Regions from separate parts of the Mus musculus genome. Here region 2 is linked to region 1. Evidence: chromatin contacts called from public Micro-C data. All regions are on one chromosome and are shown on one strand. The core of a region is the stretch at or near the end of the contact, and the rest is flanking DNA. Distances in the headings are between cores, read along the strand shown.

What was found. A called contact is a pair of places that touch in the nucleus more often than the background predicts.
Region 2: a contact with region 1 is called in a Micro-C map of embryonic stem cells, with 2.8 times the contacts expected there. The contact joins the enhancer-like site here to the promoter of Matn2 in region 1. A contact is called at or near these places in 6 of 39 promoter capture datasets (the 3T3-L1 cell line, embryonic stem cells, hippocampal neurons and 1 more), 3 of 484 Hi-C or Micro-C datasets (embryonic stem cells and myocytes), 2 of 115 datasets of contacts at active chromatin or transcription factors (both in embryonic stem cells) and 1 of 9 other capture datasets (adipose tissue).

The regions. Positions count from the first base shown.
Region 1 is chr15:34,303,947-34,310,181 of GRCm38.p6, reverse strand. It overlaps Matn2 (matrilin 2), which reads right to left and starts at 3,501. Exons shown (of 19, transcript NM_001358780.1): 1 at 3,274-3,501.
Region 2 is chr15:34,173,749-34,179,390 of GRCm38.p6, reverse strand. No RefSeq gene overlaps it. Among named protein-coding and RNA genes, the nearest start is that of Gm38594, 10 kb to the right of the region's middle. Within about 2 kb of position 2,335, at least 16 of the 459 cell types and tissues checked have an H3K27ac peak or open chromatin away from gene starts, as enhancers often do. A contact at or near this core is called in embryonic stem cells, where this site is marked.

The sequences.
Region 1 (6,235 bases), core at 2,252-4,751:
CTCACAACCATCCGTAATGAGATCTGACTCCCTCTTCTGGTGTGTCTGAAGACAGCTACAGTGTAGTTACATATAATAAATAAATAAATCTTAAAAAAAAAAAAAAGAAAAAAGTAGAAAGAACATTAATGTTAGCTTAGTGCCTATGACAGGTTAGGCAGGGAACCAAGTATTTTTGCTTGATCCCCACCAAAGCAGATAAGATCTTACTTTTGAGAACAGAACGCTAAAGTTTATAGCTAGAGACCCTCCAAGGCTTCAGAGCTAGTTGACTGGTAAAACAATGAAGAAACCCCCCCCCCGGCCCCCCGAAACCTCTCAGGCAATCAGAGAGATGACATCAGTTCGGCAACTGTGTCCTTCACTCTAAGTATTCACATATAATCAGGCCATGCTGAGACTAAATCTCAGAGCTGGGCCTTTCCTATCTTCCTTCCACCTATTATCAGAACTGCCATCTCCTGCATGGCCAGCAAACCGGAAGCCAATGCATGCTAGAACATAAAGACTACCCATAGGCAGCTCGACACTTCACACCCTGGTTATTACTGGGTTAACCTGACATGTTGTCTGTGACTTCCAACTAGAGGTGAAGATGGGCTGCTGACTCAGCTAGTCCAGCAAGGAGCTCATCTTCTCTTCCTCAAGTCCTTTCATGGTCAGAGTGACTCCTTGGCTTAGTAGCTGTCTACACCTAGACCAGTTTCCATCTGCCCTCTGCATCCTGACCACATTCAGGAATGCACACACTTCACTTTTTCCTCTCGGCTTCCTTCCTGTCTCCTAACCTCTTCCATGGCTGCAGCCAATTTTGCAGTCTAGGCCTTACACACCCAGACTCTCTGAGGCACTGCTAAAATGAGCTGGAGTTCTGAGAGCTCTTGGAAGAGCATCCTGGCACTGTTTCCTAGCAACACGATGTACACCACTCTCTGGGGTATCAGCCATCCCTAGAGCTGTGTATGTCATCCCCCGTGTTTGTTCCCTTAGACAGGGAAGGAAATCCCGCTTAGCTTCCCCCAGAGAACTGGGACTCCCGGGAAAGGAGATTGTGCATGGGATAGAACCAGCAAGCAAATGCCAGAGCAACTTCTGGAAAGGCCCTTGCTGGCGGGGCTGGTGTTACCTCTCCATTGAGCTCTATCTATCCCAGCATCTCCTTGGTCACTGCTCACTCACTCAGCTTCCCCTGAGACCAAGCTTTCTCCCCCTCTTTCCTTCACACTCCCATATCTCGGTGCCTTCTCTCAGTTACCAATAAGAACTGCTTCTAGGCAAACTGGAAATTGTTTTTCAGACTCTCCAGTGGCTCATTTTTCTTCCTTGTCTTTCAAGGAGCAACATCTCTTTGCCTTTCTTAAAATCTTGAGCCTCATTCCAATTGTCTTTTTTTTTTCCCCTTTTGGTTTTTGGAGAAAGGGTTTCATGTAGTCCAGGTTTGTTTTAGAGTTACTATGTAATCAAGGATGATTTTGAACTTCGGACCCTCCTGCCTCTCTGCATTTCAAGTGTTGGGTTATAGACATGCACCACCATGCTCAGCTTTCACCTAGCCTTTTGCTGTCAGACATGCGTGGTCTTAGCTAATAGGAGTTTGACCTGCCTGTTATCCAAGGCTGTCTCAGGTTTCAATTATGCTATGATATCCTCAGCGATGAACTTCAGGCCCCATGCCTCTTGACCACCTGGGTCTGGACTCTGGAAGCCAGAACCTCCAAAACCTGGGTTTATAGAAGAGATCTGGCTGGTTATGTGGGGGTCTGAAGCTGAAGTCTGTCAACTGAAATGAAAGCAGGAACAGAAGGGAGATAGAAGATGAAAACCTGCAGCCTTTCCTTCTTCAATGGAGTTTCTAAGAGAACAAACATTAGAGGAAACCTTCTAAACAGAATAAACAGGAAGCTTAGAGGAAACCTTCCTGGCTACAAACTCACCTTGGTATCTTGGCTGGCTTTGTGAAATTATCACTTTGAAAGAAGGCAGGGCCGGGCGTAGTGGTGCATGCCTTTAATCCCAGCACTCAGGAGGCAGAGGCAGGCGGATTTCTGAGTTCGAGGCCAGCCTGGTCTACAAAGTGAGTTCCAGGACAGCCAGGGCTATACAGAGAAACCCTGTCTTGAAAAAAAAGAAAGAAAGAAAGAAAGAAAGAAAGAAAGAAAGAAAGAAAGAAAGAAAGAAAGAAGGAAGGAAGGAAGGAAGGAAGGAAGGAAGGAAGGAAGAAAGAAAGAAAGAAAGAAAGAAAGAAAGAAAGAAAGAAAGAAAGAAAGAAAGCAAGCAAGCAAGCAGGCAGGGAATGTTCTCGAATGGACATTTGCACAAAAATTCCACTAACACATATACATTATCTGCCATCTTAGAGCATCCCTCAAAAGGTTTTGTCCTAGAATTAGGGAGGGGATGAATTCAGTGTTCACACAGATTCCTTCCTTTTCTAGAAAGGTGGGTAGCAGAGTTCACTAGCAGTAAGAGACTTTTAGAACTATTCTCTGTACTTCAATGAAATCTCATTTAATCCTGTAGGCATTATAATCCCCTCTAGATGCATGAGAAAATTGAGGCATTGTGTTGCTGGTTGTCTCCAAGTACTCCAGCCTGTAAACTTGGCAGCTGGGGTTTGAACGAGGCCTGCTGATTCCCAAACCTCTGTCCTTTACCCTTACAGCTTCGTTGTCCATTCCTCAAAGGCTAATGGGAATTGCATCCTGTAGATGCACTGTGGGAGCGCCACAGTGATTACTGTACAGTATCTCCAGAACACCAACTCCGGGAGACCTTACAAGGGTTTGTCCCCATATTTTTCTGTCCTCTCCCCAAACTGTCGTCCAGTTTTCCAGCAACACAAAATGCCCTCTTCTTATCCCTCTTCCGAAATACAAGGAAGCCAGAGCTGGACACAGAAAGCAAAGGAAATCTAGATGACACTGGTCTTGAGGTACCAGCCTACAGGAGGAACCAAGTTATTTTCTACCTGGTAGATAGGATTGTCACTGCAAACCCACTCAACAAGTCCCTATTCCCTGGTCAGTGTGGAGGGGTTCTGAGTGTCCCTGCAGCGAAGCACAGCGCCCCCGCGGGGCCCTCGGGTACTACTGCCGCCCCATGTGTCCCGCGCCTGGCCCGGCGTGGCGGGACTTCTCCCGGCCGAGGGGACCTGCAGCGCCGCCTTTCTCTCCCACTCTCCACAGGGAGACAGCGGGTCCCCCAGGAGAGGGACAGATTTTGCGTCTGTCGGTCAGTGGGTCATCTGCTCCCGGGTCAGCGCGCCGCGCTCACCTGCAGCCACCGCCGCCGACACCCGGGAAGAGAGACAGGGGAGCAGCTGTGAGTGTCAGTCTCCGTGGTCCGCCGCCTCGCCCCGCAGAGGACCGCAGAGCTCCTTGGGCACCGATCCCCGGACGCGAACAAGAATCCCGCGCCAGCGCCGTGTCCTGAGAAGCCGCCTTCAAGTCCCATCCCAGTGCGCTCTCCGCGCTTGCTGGCTGCCTGGGAGGCTCCCTGAAAGGGCGGCGCGAGGAGGCGGTGCCGTACAAGGGTTGGAAGCGGGCGGGCGGAAGGAGGGGTGTCCTCTTTGGGGACGGGGAAGGCGGGGAGAGGCAGCAGTCAGAGCTGCCCCACGCTACAGGCAGCCCCCAGCTCGGGGCCAAAGACGCTCTCCTTGCCTGCTGCCACCCTCAGACTCCTGGTGCATCCCTAGTCCCTGTGGAATGAATGGATCTCCAGAGGTTGGAGTAACTGGAGACTTTAGGGAGCGTGTGGGTCTGGGGCGGGAGTGAAGTGGGGTGAGGGTTTCCTGGTAACAGGAGACACAGCTGGAGTCATATAACATGAATTGAGAATCATTTTCTTCGGGAGGCATCCATGGAGCACGATGATGAAGAAAGAAGTGGTGAGACTTAAGATGACTGATGACACAGCCAGAAGTTGTCTTGGCAGTCTAGGACAGCCCCACCAGCGCCAATTCATATTACTAGTATCCACTGGCCCTGGACCAGCCACTGGGATGGGAAAGGCCATTAAGATGCTAGTTCAGATCAGACTCAAAAACTTAAATCTTTCCATGGGTACTTTGTTCCCCATTCTATGAAGGAACAAAGTATCCACACTTTGGTCTTCCTTCTTGAGTTTCATGTGTTTTGCAAATTGTATCTTGTATATTCTAAGTTTTGGGGCTAATATCCGCTTATCAGTGAGTGCATACCATGTGTGTTCTTTTGTGATTGGGTTACCTCACTCAGGATGACACCCTCCAGATGCGTCCATTTGCCTAAGAATTTCATGAATTCATTGTTTTTAATTGCTGAGTAGTACTCCATTGTGTTACAGAGACAGGAGTTACAGAGACAAAGTTCGGAGCTAAGACAGAAGGAAAGACCATCCAGAAACTGACCCACCCGGGGATCCATCCTATATACAACCACCAAACCCAGACACTATTGCATATGCCAGACAGATTTTGCTGACAGGACCCTGACATAGCTCTCTTGTGTGAGTCTATGCCAATGCCTGGCACATACAGAAGTGGATGCCCACCGTCATCTATTGGATAGATCACAGGGCTCCTAATGAAGGAGCTAGAGAAAGTACCCAAGGAGCTAAAGGGGTCTATAATCCTATAGGAGGAACAACAATATGAACTAACCAGTACTCCCCAGAGCTGTGTCTCTAGTTGCATATGTAGCAGAGGATGGCCTAGTCGGCCATCAATGGGAGGAGAGGCCCTTAGTATTGCGAAGATCATATGCCCCAGTACAGGGGAATGCCAGGACCAGGAAGCAGGAGTGGGTGGGTTGGGGAGCAGGGCAGGAGGAGGGTATAGGGGGCTTTGGGGATAGCATTTGAAATGTAAATGAAGAAAATATCTAATAAAAAATTATAGAAGGCAAGATTTCTTTTTTTAAGCATTTATTTATTACTATATATAAGTACACTGTAGCTGTCTTCAGACACAGCAGAGGAGCGTCAGATGTCATTACGGATGGTTGTGAACCACCATGTGGGTGCTGGGATTTGAACCCAGGATCTCCAGAAGAGCAGTCGGTGCTCTTAACTGCTGAGTCATCTTTCCAGCCCAGAAGGGAGGATTTCTATAACTTCCTTAAGAGAGGAAACATTACCTGAGATAGTGGCCATCCTAGGAGAGACAGAGAGAAAACAGGACTGATCAGTAGCAGGGAACCGAGCTAACTCCCAGACTCTGGGATTACCAATCTGGGATGGCAGGATGCTACAGCAGACCAGACATCTATCTCCTAATAAAAACCCTAATTCTGGGGCTGGAGAGATAGCTCAGGGCTTAAGAGCACTGGCTGCTCTTCAGAGGTCCTGATTTCAGTCCCCACCAACCACTTGGTAGCTCACAACCATTTACAATAGGATCTGATGCTCTCTTCTGGCATGCATATGTACATGCAGATAGAGCGCTCATAAATAAAATAAATCTTTTAAATAAAAAAACAACAAGCCGGGCAGTGGTGACGCACCCCTTTAATCCCAGCACTTGGGAGGCAGAGGCAGGCAAATTTCTTGAGTTTGAGGCCAGCCTGGTCTACAGAGTGAGTTCCAGGACAGCCAGGGCTATACAGAAAAACCCTGTCTCGAAACAAAACAAAACAAAACAAAACAAAACAAAACAAAACAAAACAAAGCAGCAACAACCCTAATTCTATCACCCAATTGCTAAGCCAATACACCCCCATCCAGATTTTAACAAACCATCAGAGAAAATCAGAACTAACTAGTTTCAAATCTTAGAATACAAACAAATGTCATCTACAAGACCTATTCTGCAAGACCTATTTCTATAAAGAGCTCCAGGTCTCAGCCATGGGGCTGGAGAGATTGCTCAGCAGTTAAAATCATTAACTGTTCTTTCTGAGTTCAATTCCCAGCACCCACATGGTGGTTCACAACTACCTGTAATGGAATCTGATGTCCTCTTTTGGTGTGTCTGAAGACAGCTACAGTGTATATACATAAAATAAATGAATAAATAAAATCTCAGTCAAGGCCACTGTGATGGTGCACACCTTTAGTCTCAGCACTCAGGAATAAAGATGGGTCTCTGAGTTTGAGGGCAGTCTGGCCTACATGGTGAGTTCTGAGCCAGCTAGGGTGACATAGAGAGGCAGTCAAAAACAACAAACAAACCAACAACACAATAAAACCCCATAAAACAAAGGGTTAACACATTCTGGCCTTACTGCCCAGAAATAACCAGGGCCTCATGGCCCTGTGT
Region 2 (5,642 bases), core at 1,086-3,585, 130 kb after region 1:
CACTGGCTGCTGCTTTTCAGAGGTCAGTTCCCAGCAACCACAAGGTGGCTCACAACCATCTATGTGAGGAATAAAATAAAGAGGGCTGGAGAGATGACTCAGCAGTTAAGATCACTGACTTCTCTTTCAGAGGTCCTGAGTTCAAGTCCCAGAAACCACATGGTGGCTCACAACCATCTGTAATGGGATCTGATGCCCCTCTTCTGGTGTGTCTGAAGACAGAGACAGGGTACCCACATATATTAAGTAAATAAATAAACAAGCAAATAAATAATAAATAAATAAATCTTTTTTTAAAAAATAAAAAATAAACAAACAAATAAAAAGAAAAAGATTCTAGCTTAAAAAACAAAACAAACAAACCCAAAACCTTCAGAAAGCAGGAGCAACCTTGAGCATAGGTGCAGCCTTTGGCACAGAAGCAACGTTGAGATTGAAGCAACATTTCAATCTTAGAAACACACACACACACATTCACACACACTGATTAAATGTTTAAAAATTTTAAGGCAAAGAAGATTGTTCTGTACATGAATTATACAATCTGAATAATTCCTGTGAAAAGAGCTCAATTGTATATAGGTAGTTCACTACTATAACTTTTTTTTTTTGTATAGAATAGTTTGTTCATGGCATGGGGAGGGGAGTTGAAAGCGTTGTAGAGACAGAGAAAGGCAGAGAAAGTAGAGTAGAGGCTGGCCATGAGCACATGGAGGGAGGGGGGAAGAGAAGGGGAAGGGACAAGAGAACAGAGGAGGAGCTAGAAGGCAAAGGAGCTACTATATACTTTTAAAATATGTTACAATGTACTACAATCTGCTCACCCTTCTCCTGGGAGACTTTGCTGCCATTTCCAGCTTCTAACTTTTTTTGAATTAAACTTCAGTGAACATTCCTGTAGCTATTTTTGTATAAACAGAAGTTTCATCAATCTAAACAAATGTCTCCATTATAATTATTGCATTCTATGGTCATTGCTCATACAGTTTTAGTGTTAAAAAAAAAAAAGAGTCTGGAGAGATGGTTCAGCAGTTAAAAATGCATAATACTTTTGGGGAGGACCTGAGTTTAGTTCCCAGTATTCACATTAGGCTGCTCACAGCTGCTTTTAACTCCAGCTCCAAGGACTCTGATACCCTCTTCTGGATTCCATGGGTACCTGCACTCACACATACACACACACATGCATGTATACACACATATACATACAAGAAAAAAATAATTAATAAAAAACTTTTAAAACAACTAAATAAAACTCATTAAACTATTTTCTAGAGTGGCTGTACTATTTTACACTCCTGAACAGCAAGGCTGTGTGGTTGGGGTGTAGTCCAGTTGGTTGAAGACTTGCCTGGCATGCAGGAGATGCTGGGTTCCACCCACCACATTGTATAACTTGTAGTGACACATGCTACAATCCCAGAACCTGTGAGCTGGAGGTAGAATTCCAGATAAGATGTTCAGGGTCATATCCAAATACATAGCAATTTCAAGACAGCAATTTTTGAGATACTATCTCAAAAATACAATGCATACATACATACATACATACATACATACATACATACATACATATGTACATACATACCAAAGACTTTCAAAATAAAAGTAACCTGAAAATAAGTCTAACTCCTGTTGAAAATTAAATGTTTTGTTAAAATTAATGTGCTTAAGATTAAAAGCTCCAGAATGTTGAAATCTGCTGAGGTGTAATAACCTATAAGCTCCACTTGGGGGCAGTTAACCTGGTCACTACCTGAAGCTTGAGCGAGTCACAAATACTTTGAAACAGTCATTGTCTCAAGCAGGCTTTGATAAGCTGGTAAAACTGAGGTGAGACCAGCAGGCTATCTCCCTATCTTAATTTGAGATTCTTTTTTATTTTTAAAGTAATCAATATTTTTCACACTGAAACAGTGCTGTTGACTCTTCTTATTTTAAACCCTAAATTCTTTTCAACGATCCAATGAAAATCAGTATTAAAGCGGCTAGAGCAATTTGTTGCTCTTACAGGGGAGCAGGTACCACCAACACAGTGCACACAGAGACTCGCAGGCAAGACATCCATACACACAGAATAAAAATAAATCTTTCCTAAGGGACTGGGTGGCTGTGGGCGACAAGTGGTGTCCCACGGTTGGCCCACCACAGGGCTAGGGCTCAGGGTCCTCAGCACCGCAGATGCTGCTGCTGGATGCCTCGGAAGAGCTGAGAACGAAGTGAGGCCCGTGAGCCGATTCTAGCCCAGGACTGAAGGGAAAGGGCAGAAGGAGAGCTCCGCCTGGTTCTCTCGGGGAGAAGTGTCCTGTGCTTGGTTCGACAGCAGCTTGCTTGATGGAGATTGGCTGAGAATGCAGAGAGGCTTCCGGCTCCATTGTTCCCCACAGTGGGTCTCGATGAGTAGAGGAAGTCCACAGTTTTAAGGCGTCTATTGGCATGCCGGAGAGTTGTGTTGAGTGAAACCTCACCCCACTTTCTCAGGGCAGGCCTAAGATTAAATACCTTTTGCAGGGAGGAGTGTCTGGGAAGGAAAGCTTAATTGGCTAAGCCCTTCAGGCCTTTAGGTATCTCACTACAGTGGAGATCTGTCTTGAGGCTACATGACCTGTGGTCATGTCCTCTACCTGTGGAGGGGCTGGGGCATTGCCCTACTTGACTTATGGAGAGCTGAGGCCTTGTGTCAGGAGCCTGGTGTCTAGGAGTGTGCAGGCAAACACTTTCCATCCCTTGCAGTTATCTGCTGAGTCTCCAGGGTTTAAACCTAGCTTGACCAGAAAACAGGCTGCCTTTCACAGTCCCACAGGTGGCAGTGACACACACCTTTGATTCCAGCACTTGGGAGGCAAAGGGAGGTGGATGTCTTGAGTTCAAGGCCAGCTTGGTCTACAGAGTAAGTTCCAGCATTCAGGTCTACATAGAGAAACCTTGTTTGGAAAAACAAAACAAGAACAACAAAAAAGAAATCAGTATTGGGCAGTGGCTCACACCTTTAATCCCAGCACTCCAGAAGCAGGGGCTGGTGGATGCCTGTGAGTTCCAGGATGGCCTAGTCTACATAGTAAATTTCAGGGCAGCCAGGGCTGTGTAGAGGACTCTGTCTCAAAAAAGAAAGAAAGAGAGAGAGAGAGAGAGAGAGAGAGAGAGAGAGAGAGAGAGAGAGAGAGAGAGGGAGAGGGAGAGGGAGAGGGAGAGGGAGGAAGGGAGAGAGAGAGAGAGAGAGGAGAAAATAACAATAATAGTAATAAAAAGAGCCTTATGTTAAGGGGGTCACTGCAGTGTTGTACAGGGAAGCAAACTGCAGGAAGAGATAGAAAAACTCAGATTTGGTTTTCAATTTTCAAGATTTTCTTCAACCTGGATAAGACTTCAGGAAGTCTAATAACAGGTGGTTTGTTCCCAATGTATTTCAGCTCGGTGTAATTTGAAGAAAGAAAGAAAGAAAGAAAGAAAGAAAGAAAGAAAGAAAGAAAGAAAGAAAGAAAGAAAGAAAGAAAGAAAGAAAGAAAGAAAGACTGTCCTGGTACAATATAATCCCTGGTGCACAGAGAAGTGTAATTACATTAAAACTCAGTTCAAGGTAGTGTCATTTCTTCAAAGAAAATGGTTTCTAGACCTATGCTCCTGTGGGCCCGAGAGTCTGGCCGGGTCATATGTAACATAGAGGTCATTTAGGCTATTAGCCACCTCTAGTTCTGGTTGTAGGAACATAATATGGTCTAGCCCAACAGATAATGCAGATCACCAATCATTTCCAATTCTTAGCTTTCTGGATGGAAGACCAGGTTTTTCATCTTTCCCATTGGAAAGACAATCCTGTGTGCATACATGCATTCATATATGTATATACACATGGCGCGCGCGCGTGTGTGTGTGTGTGTGTGTGTGTGTGTGTGTGTGTGTGTGTGTGTGTGTGAGAGAGAGAGAGAGAGAGAGAGAGAGAGAGAGAGAGAGAGAGGGTGGGGTGGGGGAGACAGACAGACGGGCAGGCAGAAAAAGGTGAAAACAGAAGGGAAGACAGAAATTACCAGAAGGGGCAGGAGAGGACTGTTTGAAGTCAAAAATTGTTGCAGTTCAGAAGTTGCCCCCACAAACCACATGAACAGCAATCTCAGTCAAACAAGGATAGTTTATTGAACACACACCTAAAGACTTACCAATCAGGGCAACCGCTTCAGAATCGAGATGAAAGCTTCTCGCCTGTACATTATTCAGGGTCAGTCTATATAGGAGAAAAAAAACCATGCTAGGCTAATGAGAAGGTGAGACGGGATGGGCTGCAGGGGGCTTGTTCTTTTTTCCAAATTTCGTTAGTAAATTAGACATAACAGTTCAAGCTGACCCCTATCCTGCTTGGTCCTGAGTGAAGGCTGCAGCTGGGGAATTTTCCAAGGAGAGCAGTTCTCAGAATGTGACAACAAATATCTGAGCACAGTGTATATATGGTCAATTTAAACTTGCTTTGAGCCAAATTATTTCTCTGTGTCTTATAGTCAGGCTGCCTTTTTCTTTCTTAGCATTATCAATATGGAATGGCTGGCAGGCGTGAGGCAAAATGGCTATAGTTATTTCTAAGAAGTAAGGCCAGGGAACTAGGTTAGAGAAAGACTTCAACAATATACAAAGCACGGGGTATGCATACATGAAAATGTAATGAAACCTGTTATACTGTATGCTAACTTCAAGAATAGTAAGAAAAGCTGGGCGTGGTGGCGCACGCCTTTAAACCCAGCACTCGGGAGGCAGAGGCAGGTGGATTTCTGAGTTCGAGGCCAGCCTGGTCTACAAAGTAAGTTCCAGGATAGCCAGGGCTATACAGAGAAACCCTGTCTTGAAAAACCAACCAACAAACAAACAAAGAATAGTAAGGAAAGGGGATAGTAAGAACTCTACAAAAGAATGTAGGTTGATTTAGGTAGATGAAAAAAGACAAATTCTTCCTTTAAAAAATTACGTTTCATTTTTAAAGTACGTCTTTGTGTCTGGGTCTGTGCGGGTATACATCTATGAGTGTAGATATCTAAGGAGACCAGAAGGCACTGAAACTCTGAAGCTGCTTGCCACCAAACTTGCTGGGAACCATACTTATGTCCTCTGCAGAAGTGGTATATGTGCTTAATATTTGAGCATGAGCCATTGCTTCCACTCTGAGAAGGGCCTGGGGGGGGGGTATTTGTTTTGCCTTGGTTTGGTTTGGTTTATTGTTTTGTTTGTTTAATTGATTGCAGCTTTTTTTGGTTTGTTGTTGTTGTTGTTGCTGCTGCTGCTGCTGTTTTAAGACAGGGTTCCTCTGAGTAGCCTGGGCTGTCTTGGAAGTCATTCTGTAGATCAAACTCAGAGATCCACCTGCCTCTTTCCTCCCAAGTGCTATGATTAAAGGCATACACTACCATACTGGACCAAGAAGGATCAATTTAGCTATTGAAGTATTAGTTTTGGAGCTGGAGAGATGGCACTGATTGCTCTTACAAAGGTCCTGAGTTCAATTCCCAGCAACAATATGGTGGTTCACAGCCATCTGTAACAGGATCCAGTGCGCTCTTCTGGTGTGTGTAAGACAGTGACAGTGTATTCACATAGATTTAAATGAGGGAGTGGCACCATTGAGAGGGATAAGGAGGTACAACCTTGTTGGAAAAAGCGTG